2 separate regions of the Capra hircus genome follow, and region 2 is linked to region 1. The links are chromatin contacts, called in public Hi-C maps. All regions are on one chromosome and are shown on one strand. The core of a region is the stretch at or near the end of the contact, and the rest is flanking DNA. Distances in the headings are between cores, read along the strand shown.

The links. Hi-C and Micro-C count contacts between places; a contact is called where the count stands out from the background.
Region 2: a Hi-C map of blood shows a contact between it and region 1, with 2.7 times the contacts expected there. The contact joins the enhancer-like site here to the promoter of FUT8 in region 1. A contact is called at or near these places in 2 of 5 Hi-C or Micro-C datasets (both in blood).

Annotation. Positions count from the first base shown.
Region 1 is chr10:25,624,375-25,631,248 of ARS1.2, reverse strand. It overlaps FUT8 (alpha-(1,6)-fucosyltransferase), which reads left to right and starts at 1,555. Exons shown (of 12, transcript XM_005685985.3): 1 at 1,555-1,673.
Region 2 is chr10:25,789,174-25,796,314 of ARS1.2, reverse strand. No RefSeq gene overlaps it. Among named protein-coding and RNA genes, the nearest start is that of MAX, 110 kb to the left of the region's middle. Within about 2 kb of position 1,429, at least 1 of the 5 cell types and tissues checked has an H3K27ac peak or open chromatin away from gene starts, as enhancers often do.

The sequences.
Region 1 (6,874 bases), core at 306-2,805:
GTGTAAAGATTGGTTCTCAAAAATCAGTTGTTTAACTGATATGGTGGCCACTAAACGCTGGACATGTCCTGGAAAGGGCTGTGTTCTGTCAGTGACTGAGATGTACATTGACTCAACAGAATGTAATCCAAATTGTTAAAGGACTAGTTTCTGAGTATATTTATTTTACAGACAGCAAATTATCTGGTTTGGGTTTCGGAAGAGGTGGGTTCAGTCCCTGGGTGGGGAAGATCCCCTGGAGAAGGAAATGGCAACCCACTCCAGTATTCTTCCCCGGGAAATGCTGTGAAAAGAGGAGCCTAGTGGGCCTGGTGGGCTAGAATCCATGGGGTTACAAAAGAGTTGGACATGATTTAGCCACTAAACAACAAGAAGACAAGAACCAGCCTATAAATGTGCAAGAAATTCCAGACAAACATTCTTTGGACAGATTTCTTTTTTTTTTTTCTTTGAGCAGAAAGAGGTAGAGAATATAAGTATTTCACTTCCTAGGCTTTTGGAAAGGAAAAATGAAGGCAATATTAAAAAACCCAGGAGTTTTGAGGCAAATGTAAAGGAAAGCTTTGAAACTGGAGATCTTAAAGTTAAACATGCTTGCTAAAGTATTGTTAAAAAGTACTGTTTAAATTAAGAAAGCAGATATCCACCTCGCCTCTGATTTCTAAGAAGTACCTAGAGTTTGACTGTTAAAACTTTGGCCTTTAATCTATCTTACTATGGCATAAATCTAAAATTTCTGTTCAGTTCCAACTGAGGTATGTAGCCATTATAGCAGACTTTTGTTCAGTTTATTAACTTAGCGCAGAAACCTCTGCAGTGAGCGATAGCAACCACGCATAGGATAAATGATGGTTGAATGATGGAATATAAACGCTAAGCTAGAATATAGTTCTGGCTCTGCCAGTATATATTTTTGTGTAACCTTAGATCAGTCACTCTACTTTTCTCTCAAATTTCTCTTCTTACAGGGAGACAATCATAAAAATGACTGGAAACTACCACTTCACTGAGAGCTTTTTCTTTAAAGGGCTGATGATAAAAACCAACCGCAAGGTCCAGCAAACCTCTTTCAGAGGAAACTAAACTTCTTGAGGGCAGGGAACTTTTTTTATTTTTGAATTAGCAGAATCTTATTTGTATTTCTGTAATACAGTTTCTGGACTCTAAAAAGGTGTCAACAAATATTGTAAATTTATTATTAGGCAGATTGCAGTCTTGGCAGCCTCTTAAATCTCTTTTCTGTGATCCTTTCATACTTGGCATCTAAAAGGCCGCCGATCTTCTCTCTGTGATAGGTTCCCAAGGCATGTACTTAAAAATATCCAAGTCTAGAGAAGTCATTCTTGTCTTTACGGGCACCATTTCGCTTTCTCAAGGTATTGCACCCAGGCTTAGGATCTGGGTCCGGAGGCTACAGGGAAGAGTTCGGTACGGGAAGCTCATCCTCCCGCCCTCCGATTGGCTGACCCGCACTCCACTCACGCGGTTCGTGTCTCTGATTGGCCTCCGTAGCACCCCCCCCCCCACCCCGCCTCGGCTCGCGACTACTTTGTGTGCCTGGGCGGCGCGCTCAGCTCCTCCGGCTCAGCTCGCCGTCAGGGCTGGACTGGGCTAGCTCTTCGGCCCACTGCTCTGCATCGCGGGCGCCAGGAATTTTCCCGAGTCCGAGCCGGGTAGGAAGCATCCTAGGGAAAAGCTGCCTCCTTCGCCCCATGTTCTCTTTCCCGTACTGAATAAACTTCCGCCTTGGAGGGGTTGTTGCAGCCGCGGGTCGGGGGGAGAGGCCAGGCACCGAACCCAGGCTCTCATGGGGGAGGGGTCTTTCTGTCCAGGCGAATGACCAGCTCTCAAAAGATTAAACCGGGCTTCGCTATTCGCATGGGAGTGCGATGCCATTCTATGATCGTGCTTTGCAAGCTGCAGCGGAGCGGCCAGACCTGCGCTACGGGGGCTGAGCAGCAGCGATCACTCCTAAAAAGTAGCAAGGAGCCTGCTTCATATCTCCAGTACCAGTGGTACTTAAGGGCCGCGGGCTGATCTGGCACGGGCCGATCCGTTTCCCGGCGGTTGAGAATACGGCATTCCCCGGAGGTGGCGCTCCCGGGAGTGGGGAAGCCCGGCTCGGCTCGCGTCTCCTTCAGCCTCTGGCCTTCAAGCGGTAGAGGGCGGCCTACACTCGCGTCGGAGTCGGCGCCCGTGCGCACACCCTGCTGCCCCTGCTAGAAGTCTCCCCGTCCCGCTGTGGCTCAGCCAGGCAGTCGGACGCTGCGGCTACGCGGTCCACGGGCGCGGCGAGAAGGGGGCGGGGAGAAACCCTGGCACAGGCGGGGGTCGCCGTAGGAGGCAGTGGCCAGCGCATGCGCGCCTTCTCCCAGAAGCTTGGGACGCTGAGGGGGCGCGCGCTCCCATTCGCGCGGGCACGCTTGCGCTAGCTGAGGCTTCCCCGCCTGCGCTCGCGGTCAGAGCCGCTCAGGCGCGTGCGCGTGTTATCTCCGGTAGACCCGAGTAGCCCTGTTCTCCTCGCTCCAGGCCCCCGCCCCTCCCCGCCCCCCGGCCGACCCGTCCCCTTCCTCTCCTCGCGGAATGGGGCCGGCGCTGCTCGGGGTCGCGCGCCCGGGACCCGGCTCGCGCTCGGTCTCGCGCTGTCAGCGACTGCCTGGCTCGCGCCGCCTCGCGCTTTCCCTCAGTCAGTGGCGCCGAAGGCTCCGTTAAGCAGCGACGGCGGCGGTTCCTGTTTCCGTTTCTTCCTCTCCCTTCAGTAGGGAGTAGCATCCTCCACCCAGCCACCCCTCCCACTTCCCCAGCGCGGGGCAGCTGCTGCTGCGGGCTGTAGCGGCGGCGGCTGCTGGGGAACGGCGGAGACCGCCTCTGCTCCCGCCTCGGGTAAGGGGGCGTTTGGGAGCCGGGCCCCGCGCGCCCCGGGGTCTGGAGGTGGGCAAGCGCGGGATCTCAGGAGGCTCCGGGGAGGTGCCTGCCGGCCGTCGCAGCTCTCTTTCCCCCGAGGAGACCCCCGGGCCTTTTGCTGCCACTGCTGCTGCTTATGCAGCGGCTCCGGGGAAAGTGGGGAGGGAGCCCCCGGGATCCTCTGATGGGTGCCTTTGCGCGGCCGCGGGGGTGCGGGGGGGTGGGGGCCGCGGGCAGGGGACTAGGGACGCCTGCTGCCTCGGCCGGGGCGTGGAGCGGCTCGGCTGCTGCCCTCGGCGTCGCGCATCCTTGGTTAGGGCAGGGGCCGAAACCGAGGAAAGGAGATGGGGGCAGGGGTGGGAGGTGTCCCTCGTCTCCTCTGCTCTTACCTGCCCTTTCTCCAGCAACTCGCTCCCTGGTGTCACAGACTGTGGGGAGGAGCATGCTTGTGCTTTAAGGGCTTTCCTGAGGGGTTCTCCGGGAAATCGGGGAATGGACCCGTGCAAAGATCCGCTCCCGGCGAGGGGCCAGTGCCAGGGCAGTTTCACGGCTCGAGTGCCGCTGCACCCTCGTTTGACGTGGAAATGATGAGCTGGCTGCTTTAGAGCTCCAAACTTATTTGGGAAGGTTAAATGAGTTCCTAAATATTTATTTATTTAACCTCCAGTTAAAGGAGGTTTGTCCTGCAAGAGTGAGTGGGCTGTCGTGTGCAGCACCTGTTTTGTTTTTTTTTTTTTCCTCACAGTGGGGATTGCAATCTTCAGCTACACATAACGTCAGAGACGCAGTGTATTTAAGTTAAATGGCAGTGTCATGGTTAGAATTTATCCCTGGCGAGCTTTAGCGTTTGAGTGAGGCCTTGGATAGAGCAGGGTGTTATTTCTTATTCCCATGTTTGAGTTAGTTTACAGTTGACTTAATCCAGTTCAAGAGTGTGGACCTAGGCAAGCCAGAATCTCCTGTAGAAAACACCCAAACCTCAAGTAACGCAGACTAAATTTCGACAAAAGTTTTCTCTCAGTTTACAGTTAAACTCATCACATGTAACTGATTGAACTTTGGCTTGGTTCTCTTTAGAAACTGCAGACAAGGTTTAATTGCAGTTTTTTTGCTCCCTTGTTATTCTTGGGGATAAGTGCATATTTATTTTCTTGATTAACTTTTGTTTTTATGCATATTTCTTTTAAAGAATGCATCATATAGAAAACTTTATAGGAGAGAGATTTGCAGCACTATAGAGTTATGCTGAAGTAGTGAAGTAAGTTGTATTCTCTCTTGAAAGTAACTTAAAATTAACCTGAAATCCTATAATGTATAATAAAGCCTTGTACATTGCTAGCCTTGTGAAATATACCATAAAATGCACATAGTAAATCTTGGTTTGATGTATACCTATTACAATAGTAAGGATAAGGTGGGAATTTAAAGATTTGAAATTATGATTTTATAGCTTAGTATGTAAAAATGCAGGGTGTTAGAAATGAATAGGATTTGAGGAACATAGAAGGGTGGTTTGGAGGCGTGAATTTTCCTTTTCCTGCTTTATAAACTGAGGATTTTACTTAAATTGCTGAACAGCTGGAATGAAAGTTGCATAGATAGCAGAAACAGATGCAAAAATGTGTCTTTGATCAAGTAGTGAGTTAACATGAAGAATATCTTGTGGTTTATTAAGACAGTGATTCAAAATAATTTCCATAAAACATAGCATTCTATAGATTGTATTTTAGGATGTTCTTAAATTGAAATAGACACTTAAAGTTGTTTTCCTTCAAGTCAGTTTTGAGAGATAGAATTGAAAAACAGTAACTTAGATTACATTCTGCAGTATTTGGTTACAAGTTTTAACTAGTTATTTTAAGGCATTGGAGTGTCTTTAAAAGTGGTGAATTTTTAAATCACTAGTGGCGTGGAAAAACTTGTGTTCCTTGTTTATTTTTTTAAGTGCCCGTTATATCAGTAGGTTGGTCTGGAGGGGGAGCTAGTGCCAAAGCAAAGCATGGCTTAATATATGTTTGAACTTTTTAAAACACCCCAAACCAGATTTTTATGACCAGAAAGAAATTTAATTTTTAGTTAAAAGAGGAAGGGAGTTGATAATGGATATATATCTAATCTGTCCATAGTTACTTGTGGAGTATATATATTGTATATTACAAATTAGTTAGAAGTTTTTTTCGTTATCTGAAGATAAATGCATAAGGTTTGTTAAATTTCTCATTTTAAACCTCTGAAAGTATGTCTCCAAACTTAGGGTATATGATGATAGTTTCTTAACCTTCTTATGCATTGCATCAGAAAGGAAGCAGTATTTGTTAACCCTTTGTGCATGTTGTATCTCCTTAAGTTTTTTCTTTATAATATCTATAGTCCTAAAATTTCAAAAGAGCTTCAAGTAGAGTCTTATAAGAGCAAAGATATCAAGTGTGTAGTATTTAGCTAGGTATTTATCAATAGCTAGGTATTTATCAATAAATACTAGCTAGGTATTTATCAAAAGTAAAGGTAATTGCAATAAAAAAATGGGTCCTTTAAACATCTGGAGAGCAGGATCCCAAGGTCACTTCTTAACATCTCTCTCCTGCAATATAATGCAGTGAGTCCAGCTGATATATGAAATTGAACTTGTGCTTTTGAATATGAAGCAGTAATCTTTTTATCTGTGGCACTTTATTTAGGTTTCTGAACTGCAATCAGTTTTGATTTTACTTCTTATGGTTCACATATTCTTCAAATTCAAGGTTAGGATTGATTGTGTGTACATTAAAATCAGAATATTTTAGTTTTCTGAGGGTAGTAGTTGGGTTGTTCTCCATTGCTATTCATTGTGAAAATAGAATTTCAGTGGTGGTAAAATAAAAAAGTAGATTCTTTGAAAGGAATGAAAATATCTGTGAGATACAGAATAGTGAGGTGTTTACTGTATTTAAAAAGTTAATGCTATAAATTAATCAGTTAATAAGATATGCTAGAATATTTTCTTATTTTTTTTCATTTCTTTAATGGTTCTTTTTGATTCACTGCACAGTATGAGTAAGTCTCTTGGTTTAATTAAATGGTGAACATACCCATTTCATATTATAGCACACTTACAAAAGTAAAAGCATTTTCATTTCATAGTCATAAAAGCAAATGTAAAAATAAACATGTAATTAAGTTTCTTTACTTAAAAATAAAACAAAATTCAGATTCTAAACAGCTCTGAAACCAGCATAATTTTTCTACTCAGGCATCAATACTAGTCCTACTGGTACTTTTCAAATGAGATGTCAATCTCCAGTCTTCTGTAGTCAACAGTAGTATTGTAGATATAGGATTTAGAGGATCAATACCAAGTTTCCCTTGGTTCTCCTGTTGATGATTCTCTGGCTTATATTTCTGTACCATATAGCATATGGTTTTGCAGTTTGAATTGATATTGAATTGTACTATTGAATTGTAGCTTGTTATAATGAAAGAAACATGTCTAAAAGTAAGGAATAATTAAAACTGATTCTTTTAAAAAAGACCTTTTAAAATTCAGAGCAAAGAAGGTTATATGGGTATATGGGTATATGTATATATATTTCTAACAGATTAATCTCAAGTCTCAACCTTCCTTTCTCTCTACATTCTAGTTTCCTGATTACATCTCCCCTTCTCCAACCATCCTCCATCATCCTGTGATTTTCTCTTTGTGATAATTAGGAATCAAACCAATAAAATGAAACATGTCATTCACTTAGCATAGTTTTTTCTTCCTTGATTAAATGACTTTATATCAGTCCGTATAATATTTTAAAGATAAAGCCCATATGGACTTTATGCAATACTCTAGATTTTCCTTTTAATGGAAGAAGAGCAAATAGGGCCTGTGGGATTATAGCATGTATTTCAATACCAGAGTTATTCATGCTCTTTACAGAAAGTAGAGCTATAGAGTTAATTTCATTTACATTTTTAAAGACACAGTCTTTATTTGCTAAAAACC
Region 2 (7,141 bases), core at 180-2,679, 170 kb before region 1:
GGAAGTCTGTTTTCTTTGCTGTTGTCTCCAGCACCGGTCCAAGTTCTGACACCCGACAGGGGCTCAATCAGTTTTTGATACATCCTTTCCACTTCTGCACCGGATCCCATCCCCTCTCACCTTCTCAAGGGCATTGTGCCACTAACACCCCTTCTTCTCGCTATCATCATCATCCCTTATTAGGATCATTCCCATCAACAGACAAACACACTGTAATTTCTCCTACTTAAAAAAAAAGCAAAACAAATAACTGCTCTTAACCCACATCCTTTTTCAGTTGACACACTACATATTTCATATGTTGTATTTGTTGTCTGTCTCCTGCCTTAGATGAGAATCTCCACAAGGGAGAGGTTTGTGTCTGTCTGCGGCTGCATCTCTAATGCCTGGAAAACAGTGCTCACTCACTAAAAATGCGGTCAATGTATGCATCATTTTGCAGAATGAATGAATTTATGAAACAAAAGAGACTTTCTTAATCAATAGAGAAAAAAAAATCAGTCTATATCTGGAGCAATGTCTAGATAGCTTAAAAGATAACATGCAACTAATAAGCAATATACATAAGACAGATTTGCAGGGGTATGTGGTAGCTATCTAATTGTGTTAGTGATGTGGGGACGAATTTTATTCCACTCTGAGGTACTGCCTTCTAATGTGGAAAGCTCAACAAGGCAGTTTAATGGAGAAAGGAAAAACTGGTGACAGGCTTCTGAGCATTAAGATAACAGCCAGCCTTGTCTTAGAGACGAAAAACTGAGGCTCAAAGGTAGTAATTTTTCTCAGTCTCTGTGTTCTCCCCTTTAATGGCCTAGGACATAATTATCTATAAAACATATCCAGATAACCAACTCGCAGTAAAAGGGAAGTTGTTGTCCTTAGAAATTTAACACCACCAATTTCTTTTTAAGGCTGAGTGCCAAAGAATTAATGCTTTTGAACTGTGGTGCTGGAAAAGATTCTTGAGAGTCTCTTGGAGAGCAAAAAGATCAAACCAGTCAATCTTAAAGGAAATCAACTGTGAATATTCATTGGAAGGACTGATGCTGAAGCTGAAGCTCCAATACTTTGGCTACCAGATACCAAGAGGTAACTCGTTGGAAAAGACCCTGATGCTGGGAAAAATTGAAGGTAAAAGGAGAAGGGGCAACAGAGGACGAGGTGGTTGGATGGCATCACTGACTCAACGGACGTAGTTTGAGCAAACTCTGGGAGACAGTGAAGGACAGGGAAGCCTGACCTGCTACGGTCCATGGGGTCCCAAAGAGTCGGACACAACTGAGTGAACAATTGCTTTCCGCAAACTTGACATGCAATAATAGAGCCGCCCAGGAGGTGGCGACTCGCCTTTCTCTCCAGGAGGTCTCCACAGTAGCAGGCCACTGAAGGGCGCAGAGCTACTGGGGCCTGGCTGGGTCAGCCAGGCAGGGCCTTCAGGGAGGAGAGCCCCCAAACAAGGCTCTGCCTCAGAGTGCTCCATTCTTGTTGGCTAAACCCCCATAAGTAAAATAATTGCTACTGAAAAAGATACAGTTCTAAAGCTTCAGATGCAAAAGAACTACAGATCCGGGATGGTTGGCAGGTTCACAGTCGGGATATTTATCTCAAATTCAGGGAGTTTGAAAATCTAGGACAGCTCCTTGGCAACCCAGTACTGACGGTCCTTTTGTTTGACTTTTCTGAGGCAACAGCCTCTGAGAGCCAACCAGATTTTCTCCATGAGAGAGACTCAACCTGGCCAGCATTCTACCACAGGAATTATGAACCTGAGATTTGGGGTCCACATGGGGTCACTCTGAGTCGTATACAACTGAGTGACTAACACACAACCCCTGTAAAGGGGCGCTAGTGGTAAGGAACCTGCCTACAATGCAGGAGACCCGGGTTCCATCTCTGGGTTGGGAAGACCTCCTGGAGGAGGAAATGGCCACCCACTCCAGTATTCTTGCCTGGAGAATCCCATGGACAGAGGATCCTGGTGGGCTACAGTCCATGGGGTCGCAAAGAGACACAACCAAAGTGACTGAGCACGCACACACACAAGCACACACAACCCCTGCAACTGGGTGTGGGATTGTGTGTGAGGGTTGGAGGTGGGGGGGTGTGTTGACAGATACTTACAGTTTCCAGAGAAGAAAGCGCATTGTTTTCATCAGTCTTTCACAGAGCTCCATGATTCAGAAAGAGGAACTACTCTGAAAATCTTCCAGCATTTCTCCCCAGAGGCCTCGTGGACTCTTTACCCCACTCTGTCCCCTGAGATACTCCAGTTCTCCAGCTGTCATTAAGAGGGGCATCAGGGATTGGCAAAGAGACAGAAACATCAGTTATTTAAACAGAGAGGGTCATCTAATGATTGGAACTAAGTGTAAAGTTGTTATCTAGGTAACAGAAAAGGCAAAAAGAGTGCACTAAGGTATTACAGGGTCAGCAACTGCAGGAGCAGCCCCCACCCCTAGGACCAGGTGTGGGGAGAGGTGGGAACTGTTAAAACTTAGAAACCTGAAATCAGATGTTGAGGAGGAGTGTGTCAGCTGAAACCACTAACCTGTTTCTAATCCCTGGTAGGAGGATTGACAACTCTGGGATTGCTTTGGAGGACTATCACCTACCTCACTGCTTACTGTGAGGATTAAATGAGAGCACATGTGCAAAAGTATTCTGTAAACTAGAAGGCAGAGGTGAGCTGGACTGTCGTGAGTATGGAAGCTTTAGTTCAGTTCAGTCGCTCAGTTGGGTCCGACTCTTTGTGACCCAATGAATCACAGCATGCCAGGCCTCCCTGTCCATCACCAACTCCCGGAGTTCACTCAGACTCACGTCCATCGAGTCGGTGATGCCATCCAGCCATCTCATCCTCTGTCGTCCCCTTCTCCTCCTGCCCCCAATCCCTCCCAGCATCAGAGTCTTTTCCAATGAGTCAACTCTTCACATGAGGTGGCCAAAGTACTGGAGCTTCAGCTTCAGCATCATTTCTTCCAAAGAAATCCCAGGGCTGATCTCCTTCAGAATGGGCTGGTTGGATCTCCTTGCAGTCCAAGGGACTCTCAAGAGTCTTCTCCAATACCACAGTTCAAAAGCATCCATTCTTTGGCGCTCAGCCTTCTTCACAGTCCAACTCTCACATCCATACATGACCACAGGAAAAACCATAGCCTTCACTAGACAGACCTTAGTCGGCAAAGTAACGTCTCTGCTTTTGAATATACTATCTAGGTTGGTCATAACTTTTCTTCCTAGGAGTAAGCGTCTTTTAATTTCATGGCTGCAGTCACCATCTCCAGTGATTTTGGAACCCCCCAAAATAAAGTCTGACACTGTTTCCACTGTTTCCCCATCTATTTCCCATGAAGTGATGGGACCGGGTGCCATGATCTTCATTTTATGAATGTTGAGCTTTAAGCCGACTTTTTCACTCTCCTCTTTCACTTTCATCAAGAGGCTTTTGAGTTCCTCTTCACTTTCTGCCATAAGGGTGGTGTCATCTGCATATCTGAGGTTATTGATATTTCTTCTGGCAATCTTGATTCCAGCTTGTGTTTCTTCCAGTCCAGCGTTTCTCATGATGTACTCTGCATAGAAGTTAAATAAGCATGGTGACAATATACATCCTTGACGTACTCCTTTTCCTATTTGGAACCAGTCTGTTGTTCCATGTCCAGTTCTAACTGTTGCTTCCTGACCTGCATACAGACTTCTCAAGAGGCAGGTCAGGTGGTCTGGTATTCCCATCTCTTTAAGAATTTTCCACAGTAAGGGGGCCTTGATTATCTATAATTTCTAAAGATGCTTCAAAGCAGGCACTTGTAGTTCAAAGAGGAAACTTTGCTTTTCAAAACTAGATCCAGAGCAAACAAAGAGACTGTTTGGCAAATGTATTTGAGGGAAAAAAAAAGATACCCCTAGAGTATTAGCAACACTGAGTGATTACAGTAAAGCTGATAAGTACGGCCCCACCCATATGTTCCTGGCCTGCCCCAGGGTCATCTACAATGTGGTCCTCACTTACAGCAGCTTTCTGTTGCTTGTTGCCTGGAGGTATGCCCTGGCTCCTGGAGCATGTTTAGCCCTGAGGTCTACAGGGACAGAATGCCCCAGGAGCAACCTTTACTCTTGGGGTCTGTGTACCTAGGTCCATGGAGGAACCCAGTAGGATAGAGCCCCCATCCCCCCAACCAGTGGTGAGAGGCTCACTAACTCCCATTGTTGACTTGTTTCCTTTCTTGTCTCACTTTCCCTACTCTCTCAAAGAACTTTCTGGAATCACCACCCCCATCAACTACTTGCAACTTGAATCTTTGCCCCAGAGTCTGCTCTTGGGAAGAACTCAAGCCATGGCAGAGAAGTCTGGAGGGCTTGCCTTTGGCAGGCAAATGTAACGTATATTAGCTGAAAATTTCTCTGTCAATACAGTTGTTGGGTGCTAAGCAAAATGGCTAAGTAGCAATAATAACTTCCATTTGTTGATAGCCAAGCATGATCCTAAGCTCCTTTCACATACCTCATTCATGTCACTTTGAAGGTCACTGTGAAGTGAAGTTGCTCAGTCATGTCTGACTCTTTGTGACCCCGTAGACCGTAGCCCACCAGGCTCCTCCGTCCATGGGATTCTCCAGGCAAGAATACTGGAGTGGGTTGCCATTTCCTTTTCCTGGGGATCTTCCTGACCCAGGGATTGAACCCAGGTGTCTCACATTGCAGGCAAATGCTTTAACCTCTGAGCTACCAGGGAAGCCCCAACCTCATTCACAGTGACCTTCAAAGTGGGTGCTCTTCTTATTAGATGAGGAAACTGAAGTGCAGTGGCTTGCCAAAATCATGTAACTTGTAAGTGAAAGAGCTGGGATTCTGACTCTGGGAATTTGATTCTAGAGCCCATACTTTTATCTACTCAGCATAGTTTCCAAACTATTGGCCACTGAATAAGCAAAGAGCCAAAGAGCCTGGCTCCATTCCTCATGTTGTTTCAAAAGGCCTAACTCAAGGGTTGCTGAAAGACAGAGGGTATAGTAAGATGAGTGTAGGTTTGAGAATTCAAAACCACATTCTACCTCCACTTATCAGCATCGTGGCCTTGAACAAATCACTTCTCCTCTGACCCTCAGTTTGGACGGGGGAGCCTGGTGGGCTGCTGTCTATGGGGTCGCACAGAGTCACACACTACTGAAGTGACTTAGCAGCAGCAGCAGCAGCATGGGGTGGCAGAGCTTGGTGAAAAATAATGCCTGACTCATGGGACCACAGTCAGCATCAAATGAGATGATGCTTGTGGAGCACTGGAACTCCAAGCATGATGGACAATTTTGGATGCTATGACATCAGTAACGGGCTCTCAGCTCCCTCCTCTGCAGATCACTATCCCTTTTAGCTCAGCTCCCAGGGCCCAGGACTCTCACCTGCTGCTTCCTTAAAGGAGTTAGGATGTAAGTGACAGAGGATAGGACTTTGGAATCTGACAGGCAGGGATTTGAGTGTCATAGTCTTTGCTGTCTCTATCTTAAAAAAAAAAAAAAAAAAAACCTCTGGACAGTTATTGAATGTCTCCATGCAGTCCTCTATTTTCTCATCTATACAATGGGGATAATAAAATAGGACTGTGGAAAAGGTTAAATAAGGCAGTGCATACAAGTACTTAGCACAGTCCAGCACATCTTAGTGCTCCAAACATTGTTCAGTTCAGCCACTCAGTTGTGTCTGACTCTTTGCAACCCCATGAACTGCAGCACACCAGGCCTCCCTGTCTATCACCAACTCCCGGAGTTTACCCAGACTCATGTCCATTGAGTCGGTGATGCCATCTAACCCTCTCATCCTCTGTCGTCCCCTTCTCCTCCTGCCTTCAATCTTTCCCAACATTAGGGTCTTTTCAAATGAGTCAGCTCTTCACATCAGGTGGCCAAAATATTGGAGTTTCAGCTTCAACATCAGTCCTTCCAATGAACACTTCCAGATATTCAAGCTGGTTTTAGAAAAGGCAGAGGAACTAGAGATCAAATTGCCAACATTCGCTGGATCATCGAAAAAGCAAGAGAGTTCCAGAAAAACATCTATTTCTGCTTTATTGACTATGCCAAGTCCTTTGAGTGTGTGGATCACAATAAACTGTGGAAAATTCTGAAAGAGATGGGAATACCAGACCACCTGACCTGCCTCTTGAGAAACCCGTATGTAGGTCAAGAAGCAACAGTTAGAACTGGACATGGAACAGCAGACTGGTTCCAAATAGGAAAAGGAGTACGTCAAGGCTATATCTTGTCACCCTGCTTATTTAACTTCTATGCAGAGTACATCATGAGAAATGCTGGACTGGGTGAAGCACAAGCTGGAATCAAGACTGCTGGGAGAAATATCAATAACCTCAGATATGCAGATGACACCACCCTTATGGCAGAAAGTGAAGAAGAACTAAAGAGCCTTTTGATGAAAGTGAAAGAGGAGAGTGAAAAAGCTGGCTTAAAGCTCAACATTCATAAAACGAAGATCATGGCATCTGGTCCCATCACTTCATGGGAAATAGATGGGGAAACAGTGGAAACAGTGGCTGACTTTATTTTTGGGGGCTCCTAAATCACTGCAGATGGTGATCGCAGCCATGAAATTAAAAGACGCTTACTCCTTGGAAGGAAAGTTATGACCAACCTAGACTGCGTATTAAAAAGCAGAGACGTTATTTTGTCAACAAAGGTCAGTCTAGTTAAGGCTATGGTTTTTCCAGTGGTCATGTATGGATGTGAGAGTTGGACTGTGAAGAAAGCTGAGCACTGAAGAATTGATGCTTTTGAACTGTGATGTTGGAGAAGATTCTTGAGAGTCCCTTGGACTGCAAGGAGATCCAGCCAGTCCATCCTAAAGGAGATCAGTCCTGGGTGTTCATTGGAAGGACTGATGTTGAAGCTGAAACTCCAATAGGTACTGTTATTAATAGTACTGTTATTACTGTTGATTTTATGAGAGAAAAATAGGGACGGAATGTAAAGACAGGCAAAGTCTGACTGATTTTACATAATATATAAGAAGAGAATTATTAGCAGTTTCCATCTACTTAAGAGAAAGTGAGAACGCCTCAATCTGTCATTGCATTCCTGTTTAACATTCAGATTCTGTACATCTTGCTGGAGAAAAGGATAAAGTTCTCAAGAAA